Regions from separate parts of the Sus scrofa genome. Here all the other regions are linked to region 2. A link is a contact called in public Hi-C and HiChIP or PLAC-seq data. All regions are on one chromosome and are shown on one strand. The core of a region is the stretch at or near the end of the contact, and the rest is flanking DNA. Distances in the headings are between cores, read along the strand shown.

Region 1 (3,912 bases), core at 217-2,716, 390 kb after region 2:
CACTATGCCCTCTTGGATAATCCAAAAGTCTCCCCATCTCAAGGTCCTTAATTGATCACCCTTTCAAAGTCCTTTTTGTCATGTAAGGTAACATGCAAGTTTGGGGGGTTTAAGATGTGGACATCTTTGGGAGGACACATTTTTCTGTCTACCAAGGAGGGAAAAGAGAAAGGTCAGGGAAAGGAAAAAAAAAAAAAAAAAAAAAAAAAAAACAAGCATTGGTATATTTTTGCAAATTGTGTGTTTGTGTAAACAAGCAACTTTTAAAGATAAAACAATATTTGACATAAAATCATAAAGGAGAAGTAGAAGAAGAGGAGGCAGAGAAAGAGGAGGCAGAAATGGAAACAGCAATTTTCAAGGAAGAGTTTAAGCGAGTCAATCTGTTCATGTGTCTGGGCAGGCAAAGTTATTTCATAAGAAATCATTTCAAAATTTGATTTTATTTCTCAAGTCCGAGTTTCAGTTCCCTTGTTGGGAACAGAAAAGCAAGTGAGGACATAGATGGGGATTTTCATTCTTAAAACACTCCCGAGGTGCTGTCTTTTTAGAACAGAAGCCTGCTACTCTCTCTTCATTATAGACTCAAAATCTTTTTTTTTTCTTTCCCCTCCTGATCTGGTGTTCATTGAACAGTCTATCAACCTGACAGTCAGAGGCTTCATACAATGCCTGCCATTGCTAGGTGCTGGGAAGATACTTAAGGAAGCCAGATAACTTTTAAAGATAGTTTTGAGAAAAAAAGCAACACCTAAAATAAAATTCTTCGAGAGAGAGAGAGAGAGAGACTCCCTTGGAGAGAAATGAGCTGAAATTAGACATAATACCTATTTTTATCCTCTTGAAATTCAAATTTTCTGGAACCTAGATTAAGGTTACTATGTGAGCTTTCTTCTTTTCTTTAATTCCTAAAGGGTTTTAAGAATAACATTTCCTTTCCTTCCTCTTATCTTTCTCTCACACTTGAGACTGACTGTATTCTCGTGGAGGGCACCAATGAACCAATTCTAGTTTATGGGCATCATAGGACTGCATGTGTGACTGCAATGGCATCTTCCCCATGGAATTCTGGCAGGACATCAGAATCCTCGTATGGTGCTCCAGTCACCCACTAGAGCCGACATGCCAGTTGAAGATCTAGTTGCCATCCTGATATAGAGAGGTGGCCTGCAGTGGAATGGGGACCCAGGTGACCCAACAGAAGGGAAGGAGGAGGACAACAGTCGGTGGATGGGCTGGGGAAGAAGGTAAGAAACAGGATGAGTAATGAAGGAAGGGGTGGAGAGGTAGACCCATGCCTGGGCACTCCTTACATGGGCAGAGAGAACTGGCTTGGTGAAAGTGACAAGGTTGAAAGTTCAGAATGAACTTTCTGGTGTGAAGTTGCTTCTTGGCTCGTGTAGGTCAAGGCTGCTCAGTTATTTAATACTGGCATCTAACAGCATATGTAATGTCTATCTACGTAGTTCCTTTTTTTTTTCTTTTCTTTTTAATGGCCACATCTGCCACATACGGAAGGTCCCAGGCCAGGGATTGAATCTGAGTCACAGCTGCCACCTACACCACAGCTGCAGATGGGAATGCTGGGTCATTTAACACACTGTGCCAGGCTAGGGATCAAGCCTGCACCTCTGCAGTGATCTGAGCCACTGCAGTCTGATTCTTAATCCACTGCACTACAGTGGGAACTCCTATGGTTCCTTTTTTCTCTTATGTTTCTAATAAAGAAGATCATACAACTCACAAAATTAACTTGAAATTGATTAAAGACTTAAATGTAAGACCTGAAGCCATAAAACTCCTTGAATAAAATGTAGGGAAAAGCTTCCTGACATTGGTTTTGGCAGTGATTTTTTTGGATATGACACCAAAAGCACAAGCTATAAAGCAAAAATAAACAGGTCGGACTGTATCAAATGACAAAGCTTCTAAACAGCAAAGGAAAACATCAACAAAATTAAAAGGCAACCTACTGAATCAAAGAAAATATTTGCAAATCATACATCTGATAAGAGTTAATATCCGAAATACATAAGGAAGTCATACAGCTCAACAGCAACCCCCCCCCCAAATAATCCAATTAAAACGTGGGCAAAGGAATGGAATAGGCATTTTTCCCAAGAAATACAGATGGCCAACGTGTCCATGAAAAGTTGCTCAGCATCACTAATCATCAGGGACATGCGCCAGAACCACAATGAGACATCACCCTACACCTGTTAGGACGGCTAGCATCAAAAAGGCAAGAGATAACAAATGCTGGGGAGGATGAAAGGGAAGCCTTGCACACTGTTGGTGGGAATGTAAACTGGTGCAGCTACCGTAGGAAACCGTGCGGAGGTTCCTCAAAAAATTAAGAATAAAACCACCATAATGACATCCGAAGAAAATGAAACCTCCGTCTTAAAGAGATAGATAGCCGCATCCTCAAGTTCACTGTAGCATCAGTCATAAGAGCCGAAATATGAAGTGTCCCTTGACAATGACTGGATAAAGAAGAAACAGTATCTACTCTACATACAATGGAATAATCTTCAGCCACGAGAAAGAAGGAAATCCCGCCATTTGCTACAACACGGATGCATCTTGAAAGTATTATGTTAAGTGAACTAAGTCAGAGAAATAAAATATTGCATGCTCTCACTTATATGCCCAATCTTTTTTTTTTTTTTGTCTTTTGTCTTTTTTGAGGGCTGCACCCACGGTATATGGAGATTCCCAGGCTAGGGGTCTAATCGGAGCTGTAGACGCCAGCCTATGCCACAGCCATAGCAACTCGGGATCGAAGCTGTGTCTGCGACCTACACCACAGCTGGAGGCAACACTAGATCCTTAACCCACTGAGCGAGGCCAGGGATTGAACCTGCAACCTCACGGTTCCTCGTCGGATTCATTTCTGCGGCGCCACAACAGGAACTCCTATATGTGCAATCTTTAAAAACAACAACAACAATCCCAAAACATAGATATGCAGTGTAGACGGGTGGTTGCCAAGGGCAGGAGGATGGGGTGGGAAAATTGGATGAAGGTGGCCAACGGATGCAAACTTCTGGTTATAAGGTGAATAAGCCGCGGGGATGCAAGCACAGCATGGCGACTATAGTTAACTGGTGTTGTATACCTGGAAGTTGCTAAGACGGTAGACCCTACATTTTCATCACACACGAAAAGGTTAACTATGTGATGTGATGAACGTGTTAAACTTTATTGTGGTACATGTTCTGCGATACATATGTATATCAAATCATTACATTATATACATATACAATGCTGCATGTTCGTCAGTCTCAATAAAGAGGCGGAAATACACAAGCATCAGTATTGCTAACAATACTGAATCTGAATCAAATCTACTTTTTTTTTTCTTTCTCTTTTTGCCTTTTCTAGGGCCACACTCGTGGCATATGGAGGTTCCTAGGCCAGGGGTCAAATCGGAGCTGTAGCTGCCAGCCTACACCACAGCTCACGGGAACGCGGGATCCTTAACCCACTGAGCAAGACCAGGGATTGAACCCACAACCTCATTGGTTCCTAGTCGGATTCATTAACCACTGAGCCACGATGGGCAACTCCATACTTTTAACTGCTTTTAGTTAGACCCATTGAAAAGAAGATAAAGGCTAAGAAAGAAATTTAGCGTCAGTCTATTTAAGAAAAAAATTAGTAAATTATGGAGTTCCCACTACAGTGCAGTGGGTTAAGGATCTGGTGTTATCTATGTGGTGGCGTAGGTTGATACCCAGCCCAGCACAGCGGGTTAAGGACTGATGTTGCCGTAGCTGTGGCATAGGTTGCAGCCATGGCTGGGATTGATTCCTGGCTTGGGAACTTCTGTATGGTGCAGGTGCAGCTCAAAAGAAAAAAAAATTAGTAACTTAGAAAAAGAAAAATTTAGAAGCTTAGTAATTTGAC
Region 2 (3,500 bases), core at 778-3,277:
GCTGGTTTCCATCTGGACTATAAGCTCTCTGAGGGCAGGACCGCATCAGATGTGCCTTCCAACCATCTTAGCCATGGCCAGAGTGGAAGCTCTGAAACACCATCTGCTTCTATCCATCCGTGTACAAATAAAATCCTGGAAGCCTGGACAACCTGTCCAGACAGGTCCAGCCAGCCTCGGGCGAGATCCACTGCCCTGAAATGCCTGTGAGCACTGAGCATGCGCTTAGTAAGCTGAAATCACCCACCCAAGTAATCTGGTGGCTGTACTACCTTCAGGAGGTCTTTCTAAGAGGACATGGACTTGGATACCACTATGTTATCCAGTTATCAGCTCAAATATTGTATTCCTTTCCAAGCCATGCATAACATTGGGTTTTGTTCTGTCTTCTCTTATTCTTCACCTGTTCTTCCATCTGATCCATGTCTCTGATTAAGGAATCAGGCTTTCTCTTCAAGAATACCTGCCCATTTCCTGGGCATATTTGCTTCCCCAGTGAAAGCTTTAAGTGAGTCATTCACCTGATTGGTACTTTCTGAAAAAAAGAGAACCATGTGAAGATAAATGCTTCTTTCCACCTGATAAATCTTGGGTTTATCAACAAGTCAATTCATTAAAATATCATGACCCTTCATAAGATTTTCTTGTATAGGCACAATGACACTATTTGCTTTTATACTCCTATATGAAATAATGAATTCACATCAGTTGTTACATAACTTGTAATAAATAGATCATGAAAATACTGCTAAGGAATGTCATTGAGTTTCTGAGGAAGCGGTTTAATTTCTTCTATACTCGTGAGCAACTTACTTGGTTGTTCAAGCATATGGAGAGGCCAACAGGCTCTGTTTCTTAGGTTGAAATTGTGCAGAAAATCAGATAATAATCTGATTTGTAATCTCAAAGAGTATCCACAAATTATTAACAACAATTTCTGCCTCTCACAGAGTGAGCACTCCACGATCCCACATCAGATGCTGCATGTCTTTTGCTGGATTGGTATTTTTATACATAGTAATTTGGTGCTCAAGCAGTTACAACATTTAACGGGTGGCACTCAGGTTGTAAATAACAGAGCGAGGGTGTGGTCCAGATATATCTGCTTCACAATCTGCATGGCTAACTACTTGGCTGTGCAACCTTCCCCAGAAGTCAAAGCAGCATTAAATCACTTAGTCACCTGTGTCGGTACCTGGGTAGGAGAGGCTGAGGTGAGATGACAGGGCTGAGATGCTGGGCTTAAGGACGCTGGCTTGAGAGATGCTGGACTGAGGGGTGTTGGGCTGAATGATGGGTCCAGAGATGATGGGCTGAAAGATCCTGCTACACATTGCTTCTCGCTGCTGGCACCAGAGTTTGAAGCCAGGTCAGATTGACTCTTATACCTGCCCATCCATTACCTCAGTACCACACCGCAGGCTGTTTTGTAAACTTAGGCTTAGATGAAGAGTACACAATAAAGCCTTGTTAACAGAAGCATCAGCAAACTTTTATCTACACACACAGCATCTCAATGGCCGACTGAGTGATCCAGATGGCCACTTGGGGACAGCAGAGGCTCAGGGGCAGCAAAAAGGCAAGCAGGGGTTGGAGATGAAAGAGGCAATTCTCAATTATTCTGCGGGTCCCTAGAGATGAACACTGTGAACTTGTTCCCAGTCTCTGAGTCTCATGCCAGCTGTCCCCCGCCCCTTCCTCAGCCACCACCCAAGGACGTGTCCCTGGAAATGTTCCACGTGTGTGGGGGAGGGAGAACTGGAGGTTATTTGCTTGTGATGGAAAAAGAAAATACACATACATCTCCAGCCAACCCTTGCTATAGACATATTTTTGCTGTTTTACAAACTAGACCACAGCACTTCATTAGTAGTCAGTAACCTGCACTGGTTTATTTCTCACCATGAACCACTCATTTACTATGAATGTGTTTTTCATCACTGACTGAAGCAAAGTACCATGCTCACCATGACCACCTGAGTTCCACCTGGTCACCAGTGCACAGGAGGCTGGCAAGGCTGGGGAGGTGCAGCCAACTAACACGTGCTGATGGGAGCCGGTGCTGAAGCAGGGCCAAGCTGGCCCAGCATGCTGTTGGAGCTGTCCTTGCTGTTGATCTAAAACAAAGCCCCTGTTCCCTTCCCATCCTTTTAGCCTTAGTGCTCTTAGGGAAGGTTTAATGATTCTTGATCAAATCTCAACTCAGATCGGTTATCTACATACATTCTTAGGGCTTAACCTCCTCAGTTCCTCTTATGGTTTCCACTGAAAGCAACAGGCTTTTCTAGGCCCTTTTTTATTCCCCTGCTCTGTTGCGAAATAGCTGCTACCTTTCTCTTAGTGAGCCAACTGCTTCCCAACCACGAGCGACGTCATTGCTTTCACTAATTTCTGAAAATTTGTAGTCACAAAATCAGCGGAAGGATAATGTTACTGAAGAAATCCCAACATTTTAGGCCTTGCTTAAATTAATAGTTTTACTTTATCCTGGTTCTCAGTTAAAACATGAGGCAAGAATGGTTTTTGGAATGTTGTTCTGTCTATAAAGTCAATCCAGTTAGGACCGTGGATGAGTCTTATTGCCTTCCACCATGATCATAATCCCCACTTATTTCCAAGCTGCTGAAACTAATCTCTTAAGCCATGATATATCCGAAAAGAAACTCTTGCTGCTTAATGTGGCCTCTTACTTAAGCCTAATATGGCAGGCTTCACTGGAGACAAGAACTTCAAATTATTTAACTGACAACATTAATAAAATGATGCTTAAAACATGGTCATATATGAAATAATAATTATCTATGTAAAGAGAACACTTCCACCAATATTATCTCACTTTATCTTTACAAGCAGTCTTGTGGTGTACGTATTGCCCTATTTTGTTGACAAGGAAACTGAAACTTATAGACGTTGATTAACTCCTTCAGGGCCTCAGAGGCAGTAATTTGCAGACAACGGTCTTGTTGGAAGGTTTTAAGTCAGGCTCAAACGGGAGCGTAGCTTTGCTAGGCAGGAGCAGAGTGGTAGACAGGCTGCGAGTCCGGGGAAGAAAGAGGTCCTGGTGGACCTTTGCTGTGAAGGAAGCCTGTGGAGGAAGCATAGCTTGAAGAATCACTGGGATTTCATTGTGTAGAAGATAGAGCCATGAGGGAGCTCCCTGGTGACTAGAGGTTCAGGGTTCGATGTTGTCACTGCTGGGGCTCAAGTTCAGTCCTTGGCCTGGGAACTTCCGCATGCTTTGGGTGAGGCCAAAAAAATGATAATAATATTTTTTAAAAAAAGAAGAAGAAGGAGATACAGCTGCGAAACAATGTGTTCCGTATTGCACAACCGTAAATACTGGTTGAACGGATGAGGTTGGAAGGTATCGAAGATCAGGAAAATGACCCAGAAGCTGAGAAGGCAAACTTCCCGTGGTGGAGGGGACCCTGAGTAGGGCCCTAGCTCTGGGAGAGGGTCCCTCGGGAGAAGCAGGAGGAGATGGGGAGGGAACGGTGCTC
Region 3 (3,916 bases), core at 20-2,519, 450 kb after region 2:
GTGGGAACTCCCCCACATCCTCTCATCTAGATCTTCACAGCAAACTTAGGAATAAGCCAGGAGTCCTGTAAAGACCCCAAAGTATAAAGTATCTTGTTTAAGGACATGTGGCTCAGACATACTGAAGTCCTGGTTAAAACTGGGCTGCTTAGTCCTTTCTTACAATTTTTAGCAACAAGGACAGCTAATGTATTTTCATGTTGTATTTTCACACGCGGTGTCTCACCGACTCTCAGACAATGTGCAAGTATGGATTTTGGTATTATTCCCACTTTACAAACAGGGAAGCTGCAGGTCAGAGACACTGGGATTTGCCCAAACACAGCACACTTCCCCAAAGGGCTGCAGAGGCCACACCGTGGGTAAAGCAAAGCCAGCATGAAAACTGGGCCATCTGACTCCAACTCTAGTGCCACTCACAATTCTATACTGAAGAAACAAAACAAATGTACAAGACAGACAGACACACATTTATGGCAGCAGGAGAGTCTTCCCCTGGTCCCCAGCATCCGTCAGGGTGGAAAGGAATGTTTGCTAACATCAGCACCGTGTAGCCCACCACCCTGGGCACCTGCGCGGGAGGCTGAAGGGGTGCGGATGGAACGGTCCAGCCTCAGTACCACGGGGCAGCCGAGGAGTCCGGCAAAGCGCAAGAGCCGGAGCTCACTTGGACTCCTCTCACAGGCCAGGGCATGGCGGGAGGAGAAACTGGGCAAGCCTAGAAATGCGGAGGCGTGTGGGGGATGTCCCGGAGGCTGGAGGCCAAGAGGGGTGCGAGGGAGAAGGCTGAGGGGGTCAAGGTGAAGCTGACTTCGTGGGCGTTGTGTGCGCCGGGGGAACACTGAAGACGTCCCTTTAATCTTCAGGATGAGCTCAGAGGTGTCCAGGGTGCGTGTACAGCCTCTGCTCATTCATTTAAGGCATGATTAGATGTCGGTGCTGTTGGAGCTACATTTTAGGAAATGACTATTCATAATGGAAGTCCTGGCAAAGTTTCCTTATAATCAGCAAAACGGGGTGGAGGGCTCAGCTGCGGCACCCACGCAAAAGGCTCTTAATTTATGAGTGATGTTAAGTGATGCCGGCTGCCAGAGAGTCAGATACGGGAAGCGATACAGTAAGTCATTGGGGATATGCTAGTTTTTCTCTTTTCATTTGACAACCGCAGGAAGTGGCCATTAGCCAAGCCAGCTGAGGAGAGAGCATCGTGATGGCTCTGCTACGTGCTCGGGTTCTTGAATAACTCCAGAGGCCCAACAGGAAAGACTGCTGGGCGTGGGGGTGGGAAGTCTGGGCAGAGGTCGAAGGACCGGGTGGAATGCGCGGTGTGTAGTTAAGCCCAGCAGGAACAGGCATCTGAAGGGCTCCTAGGGATTTTCCAGGTTGGGCTGACCTCACTCAGATTTGTCATAAGCCTTATAAAAATAGTTTGGGGGTCTTTGAGGTGCAAGCGGTGCATGGAGAACTTTCAAATATCTAATTCCTTTCTTTGTTCATTTCTAGAAAGAGCAATTCAGTATGATGAGATTTCCAATGTCATTTTGCATGAAGGCAGAGGCACACTGCAGGCTAGGGCAGGGCTTTGTATCTGAGACTAACTGTTGGGTGCAGGGTGTCACCTACTCCTCTCCTTTCTGAAGCCTAGACTGAGACCTGAACCGTAGAGAAACTACCAGAACTCTCGGATAATATCGGAAGCCCAGGAGCCTGGGGAGGACAGTGGGGCATGCATGTTTGGGAAACTTGTCTTTCACAAAAAAATTCCAAAGATGCTCATATTTGCTGAAGAGTTGACTCATTGAGATGTTAGGTAACTAAGGCCACAGACGGGGTTCCCTTAAATGCGTACGGAGCAGGCAGTACAGGGGTGTTGGGGAGCAGAGTTTCCGCCCTTCCTACCTGTGCCAGGTGCATAAACTGCGATTTGCCCTCCCAGTTGGATCATTGGCTGACCCTTCCTTTTCTAGCATGGCCGCCATCGCTCTTTGTCTTCCCTGACATAAATATTTTATGCTCACTGGAAGTTTCTTTCTTTCTTTCTTTCTTTCTTTCTTTTTTTTTTTTTTTTTTTTTTTTTTTTTTTTTTTTTTTTTTTTTTTTTTTTTTTTTTTTTCTTTCTTTCTTTCTTTCTTTCTTTCTTTCTATCAGCTCACACCAGTCGGAATGGCCACCATCAAAAAGTCCACAAATAATGAATATTGGAAAGGGTGTGGAGAAAAGGGAATCCTCCCACAGTGTTGGTGGGAATGTAAATTGGTGCAGACACTATGAAGAACAGTATGGAGGTTCCTTAAAAAACAAAAACTGTAATTACCACATGATCCAGCAAGCCCATACCTGGGCATATATCCAGAGAAAACTCTAATTTGAAAAGATACATGCACCCCAATGTTCACTGCAGCTCTATTTACTATAGCCAAGACATAGAAGCAACCTAAATGTCCAATGACAGATGAATGGATCGAGATGTATATTTACATTAATGGAATATTTATCAGCCAAAAAGGGAATGAAATAATGCCATGTGCAGCAACGTGGATGGACCCAGACATTATCATAAGCTGGATAAAGACAAATATCATATGATACCACTTATATGTAGAATCTAAAAAAAAGTGACACAAATGAACTTATTTACAGAGCAGAAACAGACTCATAGACATAGAAAACAAACTTGTGGTTACCAAAGGGGAAAATCCAGGGAAGAGTTTGGGATTAAGATATAAACCCTACTATATATAAAGCAGATAAAAAATAAGGGCCTACGGTATAGCACAGGAAACTATGCTTAATATTTTATAGTAACCTATATGGGAAAAGAATCTGAAAAGAATAGATAATTACTTTGCTGTACAGCAGCATTGTAAGTAAACAATACTTAAATAAAATTTTAAGGTTGAAGAGAAGGAATACTCCCAAAGACATTCTGTGATGCCACCATCACCCTCATTCCAAAACCAGACAGAGATACCACCAAAAAAGAAAACTATCGCCCAATATCATTGATGAATATAGATGCAAAAATTCTCAACAAAATCTTAGCCAACCAAATCCAACAACATATCAAAAAAAGTATACACCATGACCAGGTAGGGTTCATCCCAGATTCACAAAGATGGTTCAACATATGCAAATCAATCAACATCATACACCACATTAACAAAAAAAAGTCAAAAATCATATGATCATCTCAATAGATGCAGAAAAAGCATTTGACAAAGTCCAACATCATTCATGATCAAGACCCTCGCCAAAGTGGGTATAGGGGAACATTCCTGAATATAATCAAAGCCATTATGATAAACCCACAGCAAATATAATACTCAATGGGGAAAAACTGAAAGCCTTCTCCTCAAATCTGGAACAAGACAGGATGCCCACTCTCACCACTGCTCTTCAACATAGTTTTGGAAGTCCTAGCCACAGCAATTAGACAAAAAGAAATAAAGGCATCCATATAGGAAGAGAAGAGACAAAACTGTCACTGTATGCAGATGACATGATACTATACATAGAAAACCCTAAGGACTCAATCCCAAAACTACTTGAACTGATTAATAAATTCAGCAAAGTAGCAGGATATAAGATTAACATTCAGAAGTCAGTTGCATTTCTGTATACCAGCAATGAAATATTAGAAAAGGAATACAAAAATATGATACCTTTTAAAATTGCACCTCACAAAATCAAATACCTCGGAATACACTGACCAAGGAGGTAAAGGACCTATATGCCGAGAACTATAAAACTTTAATCAAAGAAATCAAAGAAGATGTAAAGAAATGGAAAGATAAAAATTTTTTAAAAAATGAGATAAAAAGACTTTGATGGACTGGTTCCCAAATTTTCTTGCACGTGGGAATTACTTGGGATCTTTATAACATTCCAATGCTTGGCTCTCACCCCTGGACATTCT

The links. Hi-C and Micro-C count contacts between places; a contact is called where the count stands out from the background. HiChIP or PLAC-seq counts read pairs in DNA pulled down with a chosen protein or histone mark.
Region 1: a contact with region 2 is called in an H3K27ac HiChIP or PLAC-seq map of alveolar macrophages. The contact joins two enhancer-like sites. A contact is called at or near these places in 1 of 47 Hi-C or Micro-C datasets (embryonic fibroblasts) and 1 of 2 datasets of contacts at active chromatin or transcription factors (alveolar macrophages).
Region 3: a contact with region 2 is called in a Hi-C map of retroperitoneal adipose tissue, with 2.1 times the contacts expected there. The contact joins two enhancer-like sites. A contact is called at or near these places in 2 of 47 Hi-C or Micro-C datasets (heart right ventricle and retroperitoneal adipose tissue).

The regions. Positions count from the first base shown.
Region 1 is chr1:4,700,650-4,704,561 of Sscrofa11.1, reverse strand. No RefSeq gene overlaps it. Among named protein-coding and RNA genes, the nearest start is that of QKI, 180 kb to the left of the region's middle. Within about 2 kb of position 1,466, at least 1 of the 83 cell types and tissues checked has an H3K27ac peak or open chromatin away from gene starts, as enhancers often do. A contact at or near this core is called in alveolar macrophages, where this site is marked.
Region 2 is chr1:5,087,683-5,091,182 of Sscrofa11.1, reverse strand. The region is part of intron 4 of PACRG (parkin coregulated gene protein); the gene reads left to right. Among named protein-coding and RNA genes, the nearest start is that of QKI, 210 kb to the right of the region's middle. Within about 2 kb of position 2,027, at least 15 of the 83 cell types and tissues checked have an H3K27ac peak or open chromatin away from gene starts, as enhancers often do. A contact at or near this core is called in alveolar macrophages and retroperitoneal adipose tissue, where this site is marked.
Region 3 is chr1:4,633,809-4,637,724 of Sscrofa11.1, reverse strand. No RefSeq gene overlaps it. Among named protein-coding and RNA genes, the nearest start is that of QKI, 250 kb to the left of the region's middle. Within about 2 kb of position 1,269, at least 6 of the 83 cell types and tissues checked have an H3K27ac peak or open chromatin away from gene starts, as enhancers often do. A contact at or near this core is called in retroperitoneal adipose tissue, where this site is marked.